Linked DNA regions of Mus musculus: region 1 is linked to region 2. A link is a contact called in public HiChIP or PLAC-seq data. All regions are on one chromosome and are shown on one strand. The core of a region is the stretch at or near the end of the contact, and the rest is flanking DNA. Distances in the headings are between cores, read along the strand shown. Region 1 overlaps Ptpro (protein tyrosine phosphatase, receptor type, O). Region 2 holds the start of Art4 (ADP-ribosyltransferase 4).

The links. HiChIP or PLAC-seq counts read pairs in DNA pulled down with a chosen protein or histone mark.
Region 1: a contact with region 2 is called in an H3K27ac HiChIP or PLAC-seq map of bone marrow-derived dendritic cells, with 7 times the contacts expected there. The contact joins the enhancer-like site here to the promoter of Art4 in region 2. A contact is called at or near these places in 3 of 39 promoter capture datasets (the 3T3-L1 cell line and hippocampal neurons), 4 of 484 Hi-C or Micro-C datasets (adipose-derived mesenchymal stem cells, cerebellum, cortical neurons and 1 more) and 1 of 115 datasets of contacts at active chromatin or transcription factors (bone marrow-derived dendritic cells).

What each region holds. Positions count from the first base shown.
Region 1 is chr6:137,401,202-137,407,350 of GRCm38.p6, forward strand. All of the region lies in intron 12 of Ptpro (protein tyrosine phosphatase, receptor type, O), which reads left to right. Among named protein-coding and RNA genes, the nearest start is that of Gm52924, 130 kb to the left of the region's middle. Within about 2 kb of position 3,195, at least 24 of the 459 cell types and tissues checked have an H3K27ac peak or open chromatin away from gene starts, as enhancers often do. A contact at or near this core is called in bone marrow-derived dendritic cells, where this site is marked.
Region 2 is chr6:136,853,517-136,859,517 of GRCm38.p6, forward strand. It overlaps Art4 (ADP-ribosyltransferase 4), which reads right to left and starts at 4,084. Exons shown (of 3, transcript NM_026639.2): 1 at 3,647-4,084; 2 at 836-1,544. The coding sequence starts at 3,727.

The sequences.
Region 1 (6,149 bases), core at 1,945-4,444, 550 kb after region 2:
AACATAAGAGGAAAATAATTTTTTAAAATATTTATTTATTTATTATATGTAAGCACTCTGTAGCTGTCTTCAGACACTCCAGAAGAGGGTATCAGATTTTTGTTATGGATGGTTGTGAGCCACCATGTGGTTGCTGGGATTTGAACTTAGGACCTTTGGAAGAGCAGCTGGCGCTCTTAACCACTGAGCCATCTCACCAGCCCAGAAAATAATTTATAACAGGGAAAGACAGCTTACATTAATTCATTACATAATAATATGGATTCGCTGCAAGAGGATTCAGACACAGCTGTTTTCTCTGATGGCATTGATGCCAATGCATAGCAGAAACGTTTGGATTTAAAAAGTAAGAAAAAATCAGTAGTAGGAAAAGGGGTCTGGAGAAATGGCTTAGGAGTAAAGAGTGCTTGTGGCACTTTCAGGGGGTTTTAGACCTCAGTACACCACACCAGGCAGCTTGCAGACACCTATGACTCCAGCTCCAAGGGACCTCTCACCTCTTCCGGCCACTGTGGACATCTGCACACACACACATACTTGCACGAACACACACTCTCTGACACATACACACACACAAACAAAAGAAAATGAATCTTTTCTTTAAAATGAATAAACATGAAGATTAATTAGTTTATTGTGAATAACTGAGCAAGCATAGCAGACGACCTTGATAAAGCTGGGGTTAGAGTGAAAGCAACCTACAAGTGCTTGCGTTTAGTGAGACACAAAGGAAAAATTACCTTAACTACGGCAGATGTCACAGAGCAAGGAAGATAGCACAGGAAGTTGTCTATAGGTCCAGTAAGTAACCCATTGTGTTTGATTATGAATCGGAGGGAAGGAGTCCTGAGGCTCTAAATACAAAGAAATAATGACACGGTCTGTCAATAAGCCCACTTGATCGTTTCAAACTGAATGCACCTTACAGTTTGCCTAACACTGCGCCCAGTAAGAACGTGCAATTTCAGTGGTCACTCATGGAAAAATCTGCCATATGTTAAGGGCACACTTCATTTTTGATACCTAAAGGGAGTCGGGGGAAGGGTGAGCTGTGTGGTCGGCTTCTAGGGCGTCATTAGTGTAAGTGTAGCCACTCATAAGCAATGCATGCTGCAGACTGATTCTGAATCCAGCCTGTCACAAACTAAATGAAACAGAAGCTAGGCACATCTCATCAATACCAAGGCTCACAGCAGAGATGTCAGCGTGTGTGTTTTGGAAGCCACTGTCACTGTTCAGACGTGTACTAACTCCTCACAAGTGCTTGACCCTGTCCAAGAGAGTTTCAAACCATTTGTTACTCCCTGTGCTGGTACCTGTAGCGGGGAGTGCAGAGGATCACACAGGCCCATCTCCAGAAGCATACGCTCTCTGCAGTCACAATGCTCTCAGCAGGGCATTTTGAGAAATGCTTAGGAAATTGCAAACAATGGACCAGGGAGAGGGCTCCGCAGACAAGTGCTCACTGCCAGCCTGACACAGAATCTGATCCTTGGGACTCACATCAGGGAAGGAGAGACCGGACTCCTGAGAATTCTCCTCTGACGTCCACATACAGGCTGTTGAATCATAGTTTCCTCATCTCCCCCGACAAATAACGAAATGCAGAAACTATTCTTTAAAAGAAAAGAGGATCCCAACAGAAGAAAACAACATTTTCTTCATTCTATCCAATACATATTTCCCTCTGCGTCTACCGAGTGTGAAGATGGCCTCAGATCCTTAGCTCAGTGGCAAAAGCTAAATTCATACTGAGACGCTGCTGTTACAAGCAGAAATAAAGTGTTGGATACTTTTGATGTTGTACCTTAATTGCATGCAAAAAGAAATCATTCTTTATGACAACCTTTAAAAAATTAATTTGCCAAATTCCTTGAAAACCGTTTAATATTATGAAATAGAAAAGCATGTACGATTTCTACTGGAGATGAGCTTACTCTGGTGTCACATTAGAATGCAATGAGGGAGCCAAGCAGACAGTTCGGTGCTTGCTGCCAGCATGATGACCTGAGTTACATCCTTGAGACACACATGATGGAAAGAAAGAACCAATTCCCAAAAGTTGACCACCACACAAGTGCCATGGCACATGGTAGACGCACACATACACACACACATGCATACACAAAAACACATATACACACATACAGTACACATGCATACACACATTCACAACAAACACACACACATACATGTATGCATATACTTACACACAATACACATACATACACATATGCACAACACACACATACATGCATGTATGTATATACTTATACACAATACACATGCATACACACATGCACAACAAAAATACACATATACACACATGTATGCACATACTTATATAGAATACACATGCACAGCAAGCACACACATGTATACATGCATACATACACATACACACACATATACACATATACACATGCATATATACATACACATGCACACACATATATACACACATACATATATTCATGCACATATACATATACACATGCACACATATGTACACATGCACATACACACATACATACTTGTGCACATACATACACACACATACATGCACACACACAAATGTTAGGATTTAAAAGAAAACGTAGTTGGGCCAACAATGAAAGCAGGGGATTCTCTGTGAAAGGTTAGTTATCTGAAAAAGGAGAAGAGCACTGTGATTCGGTCAGATCCAATGAGAAGTAAGGGCGACTCTAAGGGCAGTGGCTCTAACGGAAATGGAGAGATTTGAACAGGATTTGGGAGGTATTTTGTAGATTGAGGCTCCAGAACTTTCTTTTTGGACAAATGTAGGTAGTGAAAGAAAGAGAAATAAGAGTAAGTCCTCAGCTTGGCTCATGAGCAACTCTGTTTTATGGTGTGTCGCTCAGGGAGACACAAACAAGCAGGATCTATGATCAATGGGTTAATGGGGAGGGGTGTTAAGAGCCCATGGTTCCTCTAACTTAAAAAAAAAAAGAAAACTACAGAAAACGACAGTGCAGGTGTCCAGCAAGGAGATGGTCAATCTGTGTCCAGAGATCACAGGGAACTTCTGGTCTGGGATGTCTGAATTAGAGCACCAAGTACCAATTAGAGACTAACATGAGAAGGCCTGGGTGTGGCCCACATTCCAACACCCAGAGACTGAACAGAGAGAAGAACAGAGAAGAAAGAGAGGGTGGCACAGAGCAGCCAATGAAGGAAGGGAAAACCCAACTCCACCCTTGTAAACCACCCTTGCGAAGTTCTGCTTTACCCAGACCACATATGGCAAAGAAGAGAAATTCCCAGCTTGCCTTCCAGAGAATCAGCACTTAGCAACATGTGGTTCCCCGGTAAGCTAGCTGGAGCCCAGTGGCGTGATTACCCTCACACACACCGAGCCTGGAGCTGGGGACAGAGGCCTACACCTTCTCATTGATTTTTCTAAAGCTATACATTTATGTCATCCGATAACGAAGGAGACTGACAGAAACTGGTTCACTGTGCAGCCAAGACTGTCCTCGAGCTGATCCTGTCTCCTACACATCTCAAGTAGGGAGTCTGCAGGAGGGAAGCCCCAAATGAGTGGGATGCAAGGGATCAAATCCACATAGCCACCAAGACTTCCATGAAAAAGATAAAGAGAGCAACTTAACCCAAGTTCCACTGACAATAGTGGGTCTCTGCTCCTTTTCTGAGTCAAAAAGAAAAAAAGAAACTGCATCTGCCAAGAGTCCGCTGGTTCTAAGTGTTGGGCTTACATTCTGGGCCCTCTGTTTGGATCCATTGGCTATGCTATTGACAGTTATACCATTTCTCTGTTGCTTTGGCTGCCATGGCTTTGTAGTATATTTTGAAATCAAAGAGCACAATGCTTCCAGCTTCTTTACTTTGTTGTTGTTGTTGTTGTTGTTGTTGTTGTTGTTGTTATCAACATTGCTTTGACTACCTGAGACGTTGTGAGCACATACAAGTTTTTTTATTTTTACCATTTACATATACATACATACATATATACATACATCATACATACATACATACATACATAGGCAGGCCTGAGATGTAGGCGCGTGCTTAACATATATATATACAAGGTCCCAAGTTCAACAATACCATCACCAACATAATGCAATAAAATAAATATATATGCTTATATGTACATACATGAGTTTACCCTACTCCCCTCTCACTGTGGATTGTTGTGACAATTTATATCATTTTTATAGTCCATATCTCTCCCTAAATTCTTATACCTATTCTTACCTTAATATAACTTACTTTTGGATAGTTTTGTTTTGAGACAGAATCTTAGGTAGCCTAAGCTGGTCTTGAAGTTGCTATGCAGCCATGACTGTCTTTGAGCTGACCCTATCTCCCACACATCTCAAGTAGGAGGATTGTAGGAGTAATACCCCAAATGTATGTGGTGCAAAGGATCAAAGCCAGGGCCCCAGGCACGTTAGGCAAGCACTTAACCAACCTAACTGTATTCCAGCCTGTTTTGACTTTTAATCTTCATATGCAAGACAGGTGATTTACACACCACTAACACATACTTGGAGCATCCTGAATTTAACTGTGTGCTTATTCTTACCAGTGAATTTGGGGTTTTCTTGTTTCTCTACCCATGGCCTGCACCTTCTATGTGTCTACTTCTCATGTTTTACTGACTTAAGGAATTTTACAGCAGACATGTTAAGAACCACACCCACCCACTCTGCGGCTTTCTCTTCCCGTTTTGGGAACTAGATCTTAGGACATCAGCTTGAGAATCTTAGTTTCAGTTATGAAAACTTTGATGTGAGTGAAAAATTCTGAAAGACATAGTTTGTTCTTGGACAGGAATTTTTAGAACATATTTGGTATGTTAATGAATATTCTCCCCAGCCCACATTGTAAATAAGTTTGTTTGTTTGTTTGTTTTATCTGTGTTTTGCCTACATGCATGTCAGCCCCACATGCATGCCTGATGCCTGCAGAGGATGAAAGTGTCAGATCCTTCAATACTAAAGTTGCAGGCAGTTGTGAGCCTCCATGAGAGTGTTGGGGTTAAACCTGAGTCCTCGGAAAAGCAACCGGTGCTCTTAACCACCAATCCATGTCTTCAACCTCTAATTTAAAATTTAATACGTTTGCAAGATGCTAAATGTTTGCTTTTTATATTCTTCAGTATTCTTTTTTAAATATTCAAATTCCCATTTAAATTCAGAAAAAGAGTCTTCCTAGGTCAACGAGATAAAGTCTAAAATAAACCCAAATCTGACAGATTCCTGTTGTTAAACTTTTCTTTTCCAAACTTTATGATCCACTTATAATGGCACATGTACCCTGACACACTTATCCTGACACACTGGTCCTGCCTGACACACTTATCCTGATACACTTATTCTGACACACTGGTCCTGACACACTTATCCTGATACACTGATCCTGACACACTGGTCCTGACACACTGGTCCTGACACACTGGTTATCACGACTCAGCGTGAGTAATTTTTCCCTCCTATATCAGCTGTCTCCCTCTCTCCCCTGCTTTGAGCGGCGTTTTCTCCTACAGACTTTGCTCGCATTATCCTGCTTCTATGGGAGGCCTCCATGGCTTATATGGGGTGTAACTTCAGTGTTTTCAATCCTTATTTTTAATGATGGTTCTTAAATGCTCTAACCTCCCTTTTATCCCACCACCCACCAGTGGTAGTGGGAAAGAAAGGATGCTGGGGAAATAGACCTGTTCTTTGGAGCAACAACTCTCGTCCGTGTTGTCTGGAAATCAGCAGTTCAGTTCACACATCAGCAATGGCAGCTCGATTCACTTGCAAACATTTCACGGATACACCAGCAGTCCAGTTCAGGAGAGTCGGGTTAGCAATAACAGTGACACTACCTAGCAGAGACAGCCAGGCCTCAGCCTCAGCTCAAGTCAAGCAGGGGCTATCAGGAGGAATGCCAGAAGAAGTTCTTAGCTGTGCCTCTCTCAGGGAAGTGAAGATCATCTAAGACACAAGGACCTACAAGCATTGCACAGCTAGCTCTATAAGCAAGCCTAGCTCAGCCTTCATAGCTATCCCTAGAGTCCTAGTTATAGTCTCCACACATCACGTGTCCTCCACGGATCTTGCCGCAGCACAGGCATCTGTGTCAGCTGACATCACTCTGCCCTGCCAATCATCCCG
Region 2 (6,001 bases), core at 2,834-5,333:
CCTTGGTACTTGGAACCTGGGCAACAATCAAAGCTTATTAAAAATCTGTGTTTTCTATAGAATAAGGAATATAAAATCATCAATTTTACTTTTTTATGACTTGATTTTTAGTCAAGTGTGCTCTGAAAATTGTACATGAAGTATTTCAGAAATGTCACCACTCATAAACTAGATTGGATCTCATTCTGCATAGCAAGATGAAATCTTGTGGTCCGTCCCGAGTGGGCTGCCAATCATACTTTCGTCCCATGTTTCCACACTGTATATGTTGCCTGCCCAGGCCATTCCCTCACGTCTTCTCATGACACACAAATGGTATTGAGTCACGTTATAGCAAGGAGAGGGGGGTAAGTTACAATAAGATATTGTGGGATGGGGAGAGTGAACGTTTAAAATACTTTTGGCTTATTATAAATTCAGTGGTACCACAGGTATGTATATATAGGAAAGAAACATCATTTTGTAGAGTTTGGTAGTACCTAGGTTTGCAACCAACTTCTGGGTTGCTGGAACATAGCCCAGTGGATAAGGACCTAATACAGTACCACTTCAGAGACTCTTTTTTTTTTTTTAAAGGTAGAAGAGGGAGGGACATGAAGCAGAACGTAAACTTAGGTGGTCAGTTCCATCATTACTGGGGACAGGTTTCCCTGTTTTCAACTCCCTACTCCTAGCCCACTCAGAAAAAGAAAAAGGAAGAAAAAGAAAAAGAAAAGGAAAAAGAAAACGAAAAAGAAAAAGAAAGAGAAAAAGAAAAAGAAAAAGAAAACCCTTCTATAAATGAAGATTGATTTCTGACTCTTCTATGTACAGACCCAATTTAGAGCAAGCTCACCTTTTAGCAGCTGGCAGTTATACGTGCTCATGTTCCCAGCAGACCGCAAGTTTATCAAATCTCCTTTGGGGCTGCCGCTCTTACTTACGACTTCAAATAACTCATAGGGGGGGATCAAGACTTCCTTCCTGAGAGAGAAGTCTTGCACAGAGGCACCCAGACAAGTGAAAATGGTAAACAGGGTTTGGTTTCCAGACACCCGTGTCTCTTCCTTTAGCAGGGAGGCAGAGAGGAACTGGCCGAATCGAATGGTGGAACCTACGTTGGCTCCAATGCTCACATCCTTCATCCCGTGGTACACCTTGTAACACAGACTGCCGTTCTTTGTAGAGCTGTCTTTCCTCAGCAGCTGGATGGCTGAGGTGAGGTAGTAGTGCAGATACTTGAAGTGGAATGACTGACTGTACTGCCCAGGAGATCCCGCAGCCCTGGCCATGGCCTTGGCCAAGTCAGAGCTCACATTGAGATTCAGGGTGAAAACCACAATGGCCACAGCATGCACCGGGGTCATGCTCTCCGGGAGGGCCTTTGCCTGGTTCAGCCAGGTTAGGTGGGCTTTTTGCCATGCTCTGGAGTAATACTTATGAGTATCTACTTCCTTTATGAAATAGTCTCCTTGATTTAGCTCCTCCACCATCTGTTCGCTACAGCCTTGGTATTGATCATCAAAGGAATCAGGTGTCAAGTCCACGTCGACCTTAAGAGGAGCCTATGAGGAAAAGAAACCTCGATTTACATTATTCAGATCAGATGGAAACAAGGTTGCAGATTTTTGTGCCCAACAGAGCTGGCTGAAGTATTTTACACGGAATGCTCAAGCTGTGCCCACTATAATGACTCCATGCTATTCCTACCTGGTCTGGGGTTGTTATTATTCATAAATGGCACAGAAAACTCCAAGGCTCATCTCCCCAGGGAGGAAGTGTTCTTTACCTTAGAACTCATGGTGTTTCCATATTTGAGTCTGTTGACAATAAAGCACTAACCTTCTGGTTTATCTACTTTCCACTTCTTCAGTTTCTTCCTCCTCCTATTCTCTCATGCATGTCATAAAGCATGCTCAGAGCTGGGGGGGGGGGTGGCTTATGCTTATCGTCCTTAGAAGGCCGAAATACAAGAGGTGCTGTGAGTCTGAGAAGGCTTGTGAGTTCAAGGCTGGCCTGCATTGCAATGGGGGGCTCTGTCTCAGCCTAACCAAACTAAAACTAAAGCAAGCTTATATTCATACATATAATTTTAACTGTACATTTTGCTATGTGTGTGCATGCACAGAGAAGCCAGAGGTCAATGACATAGGTCTTGCTCCATTACTCTCCACTTTATTTTTTGAGACAAGGTCATGCCCTAAGCCAAGAGCTTTGCAGTTTAGCTGAGTGGTTGGCTAGTGATCTCTGGAGCAACAGGGATCGGCCCGTCTCTGCAACTTTTTCTCACTGCCCAAGCTAGGCTTCCAGATGTGCATTCCTCCACTCCTGGGTTTTATGTGCATTCTGGGGACCCGAACTCAGGTCCTCACCCTTGTGCATCAAGCCCCGTTAACCACCAAGCCATCTTTCCAGCCACCCTATCGTACATCTAGCGTTAGGTTTTCCAAGAGAGACTTCTGTAAATAAAAACCTTCTTGCTGACTTAGATTCTAGGACAAAAAGGAGGGGAAAAAACCTAAAGCAAACAAGGAAGCTGAAGTGTCACCTTCTTCCTCAATTAGCCCCCGGGTGCACACACACCTCTGGATCTGGTGGAAAGTTGGACTAAGAGTAAATTCCAGAGCCTGTCAGACTTGTCTCTCCAGCTACTGGCAGTGCAGGACTGAGACCTCTCAGGTAACAGCTTGTCTTGGGGGAGAAGCACTTATGCCACAGACATAAGACTAGCCAGGCTCCAGGGTGGAGAGCAGGGCAGAACCCGTGCATGCAGCTGCGCTTCCAAAGCTCGAGAAACAGCGTTTCAGGGGAGCAGTGGGGCCGTGCCTGGGAGCACCTCCTCTTGGTGAGCGAGGGGCTGGAAAGTACACCCCTCTTGGAGGTGGGGAAACAGTTGAATGTTGTCTAGAGGGTGCCGAAAGGAGGCTCCCTGGCTTCGGTCAGCTCGTTAGTGAGAACTGTATCAGCATCACCTACACTCAACCATTTCTGGGCAAAACAACGATGCTTTTCTCATGAGCAGCACTCACCAAAAGGCAAGATTCTGCCCAAGGCCAGCGTTGTTGGGGGCGGAGCTAGAGAACACACGGTTTGGTATTTTAACCGTGTGATTTATGATGTCATGCTGTCTAGTTACATACAATCTAGAGTCAATTTTACAGACTGATTGGATGATGTGAACCAGTGCACCAGATTTTAAAACAAGCTTCCATTAATCCAAGCCAAGAATCACATTCTGTCAAATATCAAAATGAACTCTGACACATTTTTAACATGTCTCCAGATCTCAAATGTTTCCTGTGTCACCCATTATCATTAGCTTATTTTTAGTTTATAGATATTTAAAATTAGGATACTCCAAATGTGTGCTATCTGTATAAAGCGGTTTTGAGTTAAACAGGTTAGTCTACATTATTGCCCCGGTGGAATCATTGCTTTAATACTTAAAAGAATCGGGAAAATAACTCAATGGCACTCACATCAATTATGCCAGATTTATGACTTAAAAATTTTTAATTTTTATAGCAATTTTCCCTGTCACTCTTTACTAACATTGTTTATTCTTAGATTGCCAGTGGCTAAGTTCTTAGCAATTAGGTGGCCCCCAGGTGAATAGCCTGTTGGTGCATCGTTGATCATGAGAGACCAACTTTTCGATAGCCCCTACCTCAGTGCTCCCCGCGGGTGTCTGCTGGACCCAGAGCAGTAGCAGCAGGGTGAGCTGCCCTCCTGGAAGCCACAGCGCCATCCTCCTGTCTGTAGCACTTGGTAGACACGTTCTCTTAGATCTACTGGTCAGTGGGCAGCTTGGTGGTTTGTGTCAGCAACACTTCTTTATTCTGAAAGCCTCGTCCCAGAATACGCTCTAGAGTCCTCCTTTGGCATTTTCTTTTCCGGCTGTGTCTGAGGTTCTGCTCCTGCCGCAACTGTGACTTCTGTTGAATATCAACAACCTCAACAACCGACAGTTTCCTCCAAGGTAGAAGTCTAGCGCCTTTGCAGTGTTGAAGTCTCCGCGAAAGGGCCAGATGTGCGCGGCACAGAATGGTTTTCAGTGTAAAGAAGGCAAAAACCGTCTCTCTGTCTAGTCGGCATGCAGGGGAATGCCAAGGGTCTGTTCAGGGTCAGGCTGTGCAGTTCAGCCTTGCCTTTCCCAGATCGACAAGAAAAGGCATGCTCCAGGAGTACTCGGGCCAAGTCCCATTATCTGCAGCCCCAGGCTTTCCCTGTGAGCCACTGCAGTGGCACATGAAGCGCAGCTGGGGAGATGCGATCTTAAGGTGGACCTGTGTCAGGCTCATCTGGCAGTGCTGATAGCCCTGCCCTGGAATGATTGCCCTCCAGCAGCACAGGCTTTTAATGTTGTGTGTTCTTTGCTGCCTCTCCACGGTGTGTTTGAAACATCCCCGTTCAGAGACGGGGGCTGTTGGAGTCACAGCTTTGAATGTTTATTTCTTTTGAGAGCTTCAGGTTTTCTATCTATTGTAATCTGCAATGAGGCCCGCAGGCAGGAGTTAAGTCCGACTTTCCACTGTTAACCACATTTCCTGCTCAAGTCTGGCTGTCCTTCCACTACTCCCGACCTTTCAGAGTCTGCTGGCTCGCAGACGTTGTTTATGTTCCCTGCCTCTTATCTAACTGTGACAAGAACCAAATTCCGTTCTTGGGAATTGTGGTCCTGCTTTCTTTTTACCACGTTAAATATTGGTCTGTCTGAAGTTTCCCAAGTCATAGAAGCATAAAAGAAGGAACGCTAATTATTCAAAATGATTGCTTGGAGAAAGCCACTATTTTGATTTACATTTTGGCTTTATACCCACAACACACACACACACACACACACACACACACACACACACACACAGAGCAGAAGTGAAATCACAAGACTTTGTATACTGTTTGTTTCCCATTAATGTTTTATTTATTTATTTGTTTGTTTCTCACAAGTGTGTGTGTGTGTGTGTGTGCTTGTGTGTGTGTTCAACTTGAGTGTCTTCCTACCCCTCACTCTCCACCTTAGTTTTTGATCCGGGCTTTCAGTGAACCTGGAGCTCACAGATTTGGTAGTGGATTGAGAAGCCCCGTGTCTGCGTCCCCATACTAGGACTGCAGGCGCGTGCTGCGTTTGTTCTGTTGTTGCTCTGCCTGATGAGTTCCTGTGAGCTGCATGGCCAGTGCCTTCCCAGCAGAGCCGTCTTTCCAGCCCTAATGATTAATTTTTCAAGGGTTTTTTTCAAGATAGTGTCTCATATATCCGAGGCTGGTTTTGAACTCAATATGGAACTGAGGCTGACACTCAATCTTTGATCCTCTGTCTCTATCTCCTGGGTACTGGAATAGCAGGGGTAAGCCATCATAACCTGTTTCTATGGTACTGGGGGGTCAGACTGCCAGGCCTTTATGCTAGACAAGCACTCGACCAATGCAGCTGCATCAGCAGCCAGCACTGTAACATTTACTATTAATGTGTGTGTGTGTGTGTGTGTGTGTGTGTGTGTGTGTGTGTGTGTGTGTAGCTCGAACTTGCCTTGAATTCTTGATTCTCTGTCCCTGTCTCAGGAGTGCTGGGATTACAGATGTGCTCAAGAGCTCCAAACTTAAGATAAAGCCATGTTTACTGTTTCCCACTAATACCTAATACTTGACAAAATTGACTAGCTGCTCAGGATCAGAATAGGTGCATAGGTGGAGACATCGGAACTAGCGAGGATTAGGCAAGGGCAAGCATAGAGAATGTACCGCGAGGAGGTGAAACTCAGCCAGTTTCTTAATGGACTTTAAAAATGGCTTTTAAATAAGATTTTACTCTGTGGTTCATTTTTCTCTTTCTTCCCTTCTTTTCTTCTTCCTCCCTCCCCCCTTCTTTGTGACCGAGTCTAACTCTGTAGCCTTGGCTAGCCTGGAACAGTTTGTGTAGACTGGCCTCAGTGTTACAGAGATATGCTGCCCCTGCTCCCTGAGTGCTCTGATTAAAGGTGTTTGTCGCCACAGCCAGCGGCTCTGTAAGTCTTAAACTTACCTT